2 separate regions of the Mus musculus genome follow, and region 1 is linked to region 2. The links are chromatin contacts, called in public Hi-C maps. All regions are on one chromosome and are shown on one strand. Each heading gives the region's core, a stretch centred on a gene start, on an enhancer-like site or on the middle of the called end of the contact. The rest is flanking DNA. Distances are from core to core; before and after follow the strand shown.

The links. Hi-C and Micro-C count contacts between places; a contact is called where the count stands out from the background.
Region 1: a Hi-C map of cerebellar granule neurons shows a contact between it and region 2, with 2.1 times the contacts expected there. The contact joins two enhancer-like sites. A contact is called at or near these places in 3 of 39 promoter capture datasets (the C10 cell line, liver and pre-B cells) and 1 of 484 Hi-C or Micro-C datasets (cerebellar granule neurons).

The regions. Positions count from the first base shown.
Region 1 is chr5:69,323,924-69,326,623 of GRCm38.p6, reverse strand. All of the region lies in intron 1 of Kctd8 (potassium channel tetramerisation domain containing 8), which reads left to right. Among named protein-coding and RNA genes, the nearest start is that of Kctd8, 16 kb to the left of the region's middle. Within about 2 kb of position 1,288, at least 8 of the 459 cell types and tissues checked have an H3K27ac peak or open chromatin away from gene starts, as enhancers often do. A contact at or near this core is called in cerebellar granule neurons, where this site is marked.
Region 2 is chr5:68,326,064-68,328,763 of GRCm38.p6, reverse strand. No RefSeq gene overlaps it. Among named protein-coding and RNA genes, the nearest start is that of Gm23605, 240 kb to the left of the region's middle. Within about 2 kb of position 1,358, at least 19 of the 459 cell types and tissues checked have an H3K27ac peak or open chromatin away from gene starts, as enhancers often do. A contact at or near this core is called in cerebellar granule neurons, where this site is marked.

The DNA of each region.
Region 1 (2,700 bases), core at 39-2,538, 1.0 Mb before region 2:
GATTGTTTTAGCTGGTGCATGTTAGAGCATCATCTGTAATTGGTCTGCTTCATGATGCCTTCATCGGGTCATATGGGATCCTCTGACTATATGTCTCTGATGGGAATTGCTGGGCTTCAGGCTGTGCAAGGATGTCATTTGTCTAAATGTTGCCAGGGAGCTGTGTGAAAAATGCAAAAGTCTGCATAAAAGCATTGGTGTGTGTGTGCGTGTGTGTGTATCCCCTTAAGCCTACTTCCCATCTTCACCCAGCTCAAAAACTCAACTTCAAAATCATTGCAAATACAGGCAATGTTTCTTTATGAATTTAATATTTATGTTTTCAATTCCTCATAATGGATGGATATTAGGTTTTGATTCACGATCTCTGTAAATTAGCATATGGCAAAAATTTTTTGCAAGGATCTAGCCATCTATCTTTTTGGCTACTTTGTTCTATAAAACAGTTTCAATTGAGAGCCACCAAGATGGCTCAGGAGATAAGAACACTTGCTGTCAATCCTCTGATGATCTGACCTCCATCTCTGGAATCCAAGTGGTGGAAGCAGGAAACTGATTCTACCTGCGTTTCCTCTTACATTAAGTATGCCTTGGTATGTACATGCTCATGTGTATGCAGCTCCCCTTAACCTCAACACTAAGGAATTCATTGTGTTAGTTACTTTTATATTGCTGTGACAAAATACAACAACCAAGGCAACTTATAGAATGGAGGGGGTTGTTATATGGCGCTTGTGGTTTCAGAGAGATGAGTCTCTCACCATTTCAGAGAAGCTTATGGCAGCAAGTGCCGGGCATAGCTTCAGGAAACAGCTCAGAACTCATACCTTTGACTGCAAATCAGAAGCAGAGAGAGCAAACTTGAAATAGCGAGTCTTTAAACTCTCAAAGTCCACTTCTAGTGAAGTACTTCCTCCACCAAGGCTAGGATTTCTAAGTGATCTCCAATAGTGTCTTCTGAGGACCAAATATTAAATTGCCAGAGCCTGAGGGGGTGGGGGCATTGTCAACCAAACTATCACATTCATAAAATAACACAAATAAATAAAAATACATAAATAAATATAATAAAAACCCAACAGCTGCATTAGTACCACCATTAACATGTTCCTGCTTTCAACCACAAACTGAACCGTTTATGCAATTACTTGCCTCAAGTTTCATCTGCTTGCCTTTATCTTCCTGCCAAGTTCAGCGTGCTATCATGTGAGGTTCCCTGTAGAGTGATCATCGGTGACTTCTGCTAACATGTCACATGTCTCCAATGTATTCAGTAAGCATTGTCAAATAGAGTCCCATTGACTTTAGTGACAGCTTTTGTTCTGAGAATGGGCAAATGGAAAACTCAGCAGCCACAGATCTACACAGTAAATGCTGCTACACAGGCAGGACAAATGTCCCTTCCTGCGAGACAGTGAATTTCTTGTTAAACCCGGGGTCATAGTGCTTGATGCTTACTCTGAGTACCCGCCTTGTCTATTGCTCTCTGTGATTCCTTTAGCTTTCTTTAGGGAAATTCTTTCCTGTTAGCTGTCCTCTTCAGCAGTCACCTCTGAGGCACGTTGGGCATCATGGCCTCTTTAGAGCCACAGAAATTTCACAGCTCACTTCACATGTTTGTAGGTCAGAGGCTTTTGAATTGCTTTAAGGGCTAAAAAGCCCCGTGCTTTTCATAGCCAGACTTGCACTTTCTTTTGCTAAAAATTAATTCCTGTAAACTCTTGGAGCACCCCTGGACGGTTTTGAGAGCAAATTAAGCAAAAGCATCTTAATGATGTTTTTAGAGGTGAAGACTCCTTTATGCCCTCTGCGAGTCAGTTTTTAATGTAATGGCTTAGGGGAAGGTGCCAGCTAAGTCAGCAGGGCGTTGCCTTTGTGGGAAGGAGCATCACAGTCCCCGCTAAGGCTGCACTTTTGCAGGCTCCTTAGGTTTCACGGTTACCGCTGCTTTGTTAAAAACATACTATGCAAATTAAAATTAAAATTAAAACAAGCAAAAAAAAAATAGAACAGTTTATGGCACTTTCCACAGATTCACCTCTTAGACTTAACGGTTATCAAATCACAACTCTATCTTGACTTTGCATTCCTGGTGATGTTAAAGCCATCAGAAAAAAAAATGTTATTTTACTCTGACATACTCGAACATGTGAAACACCAGTATTTTAGAGTGTCTGGCTAGACTTTTTATAGGTGGTTAACATATTCTATAGTGCGCAGTGTTTGGTTGTCCCATTTTTGAAAATACTAATGAGATTTATCTAAGTTATTTTTGTAGTGATACAAAATTGTCTCAATCAAAAGTTATATTGGGTCTATAAAAAATGTGGTTTATTATGTTCTATTGGGTGAAATTTTATAATGAAGAACTTTTTATAATAAATTACCTAGAGTAAAGACAGAACAAAAGACAAAGTCTTATTTGCTTATATTTCTCATTTAATCCTCAGATAACTAGTTACATGTAGAACCTCATCTTTCCAGAGTCAAGACATTTAGACTTCAGCTACCTAGCTGTTTTTCTACTCATTCCTGGATCCTAAACACTGCATCTCATTTGAATATGAGAACATCTGAAAGACAACAATCATATTAAAATACATACAACCTCATTCATATTTATGCATATCACGATCCTGCAAATACAACTTGATATAGCTTTCTGATGGTATTTATTCATTCTGTGTTGCCAAAAAATAA
Region 2 (2,700 bases), core at 109-2,608:
CAAATCAAGAAATTGGCACTGGTTTGACTGTCTTGTAGTCCTCAGAAACTTTCACTCTCCATCAGTCAGCTCAGTAAGAATGGCCCAATAGGAAAAACAACAAACAGACAGTTAGTCAGGATCATGCCATATGGATTTTCCATATTTCTCTAGTATCCTTGGGAGCAGGGACGGCTTCAGCTTGTTCTTGATTTTTGGTGGTTTTGATACTTTTGAGAACAAGCCAGTTATTCATAGGATGTTGCTCCTTAGTGCTTCTGTCTTAACTTTCTTCTTTGAATTCATGATCACGCCTTGCTTTCCCTTGCCTAAAAATAAAACTGTATTTAACAGTAAGAGCATTTCATTTCCCACTTACTCAATTCACCTTACCTTGCCATCTTTCTTTTAGTGCCTCTCTCGATCCCATTTCTACCCTCCACCCCGCTCCGTGCAGCATGACCCTTCCTGCATTCCGGTTTCCCTCTGCTTCCCAGATGTGCCCTATAGGTAGAAGGCAGATGTTACTAGAATGAGAAGAGTATTTCCTCTGTGGACTTTTCACATCTCAGATTCTCCCTGTGAAGTCCTGGCTTCCTGTATTTATCTGCATCTGCTTAATGTTCTCTAAGGTACCTCGCCATACACTAGACCATTCTGGTCATGAGAAATTAATAATTGTTCCACACACTTCTGCTTTATGGAGTTAGAAACATCTCTAGTGTTACCTAGAGCACAGCACTGTCTAGTGTGGGTCCTTAAACACTTATAGAAGTGTAACTAGGAAAATCTCTTCCCAAGGCACTCATAATTTCTGTGATGACTGTATTCTTCTTGTATCACATACAAGCCAGCAGACCTGCTCAGTTTCTCCAGTTTGTCACATGCCACTCTGACTTCTTTATGCAGCAACTGTATTTTCCTCTTCTGTTACAAATTAAAACAGCTTCATCTTCCATGATCTCTACCGTAAGACATTTTAATTTTCAGATTTCTATTTATCCTCCACAAATGCCTACTGTATTGTATATTTTTTAAGTGTAGAAGTCACGGTTAATTTTGTATGTATCTTCAGTGCTTCATACCAGCAGGCAATGCATCTTTTTCTAGAGAATGAATTGATGTGCAACACAGTAAAAGAACAAGTGTGGATGGTTTTGTTTTGTTTTGTTTTGTTTTGTTTTGTTTTGTTTTGTTGTTTTAGTTCAGATTTTAAAAAAATACATTTCAGGCAACAGTGAAAAGGGTTATGACAATGCACAAATGCAAAATAAGGTATGCAAGAGAGAAAGAAAGAATAGCAACCACATTGCAATAACTAAGTCTCCCTACTGCTTAGTAAAGCACCAGGTATGCACTGACTAATTTCTAATAATAGAGCTGGCAACTGTACCCAAGCACATGGACAAGTTCCAGGAAGCACCAGTCTGTTTCGGGCCTGAGACCAGCAACTCAAGCAGATAAAACCCAGATTGAACCTCAATAGAAAGTGTCACATAGGGGTGTGATGCTGGCACATGTGTTGTGAAATCATCCCCACAGGACTGGGGGAATCTGAACTTTATGTTACAGAGGATGGCCTAGCTGGCCATCAGTGGGAGGAGAAGCCCTTGGTTTTGCCCCAGTATAGGGTAATGCCAGGACCAGGAATGGGAGTGCGTGGGTTAAGAAGCAGGGGGAAGGGGGAGGGTATAGGGGATTTTCAGAGAGGAAACTAGGAAAGGGGATAGTATTTGACATGTAAATGAAGAAAATATCTAATAAAAATATATTAAAAATAAGTAACTCAATCTTGCAAAAAGGCATAGAAAGGGAAGGGGATACAGGTCTGTTTCTACAACAGTAATTTAATACTTTAGGGGTAGATTTCTTACACATCAACAATCACCATAAACTATTTATATCTTCACAATACCACCATTTTAGAACAAAAATATCTAAAACTAATGACAATGCAACCTGTGGTTGTAAAACATTAATCACATTGATTGTCTTCTCTCTCTCTCTCTCTCTCTCTCTCTCTCTCTTTCTCTCTCTCTCTCTCTCTCTCTCTCTCTCTCTCTCTGTGTGTGTGTGTGTGTGTGTGTGTGTGTGTGTGTTCTTCAAAGGCTGGATAATCATGATAAAACATCACAGTAAATCTTTGTGACAGCAATATTTTCACAAGTTTCTGTTGCATATTGATGTCTCAAAAGTAGTGAATTGGTGTGCTCAAGCAATAAAAGTCTAGTTTTAAAGTATCCAGGAAGAGAAGTGCTCTTAATATAGGGAAGTTTTCTTTCTGTCTTGTCTTTCTGTCTTTCATTCTCTCTGAATTATAACAGCTACATGTTGTTGTTTTTTTTAATATTTCAATTAATTAAATATTTTAGGAATGGTTAGCTGCTCTATGGAGCAGCCTACTAGAGTCAGTTTTTGTTTGTCTATTTGTTTCCTATATGAAAATTGTTAAAAAGCATCATGAAACTCCAATCTTGCTTTTATTTTGCAAAATTAACACTTCAGTACCATTAAACCCTGTATGATTTATAGTTTTGTAAATAAATTTCATAGTTGTCCCCATTTTATATGGATAAAGTAAATAGAGCAATAGAGCTATCAATTTTATGTGTATATAATTAGTGGCGTGATCTTTCTTTGTAAATGATATTTAATATTTACGATGGATTCAGAAGACTGCCAGCTTCTGTCACTTCAGGATACTTTGAGCCACTCAGGGTT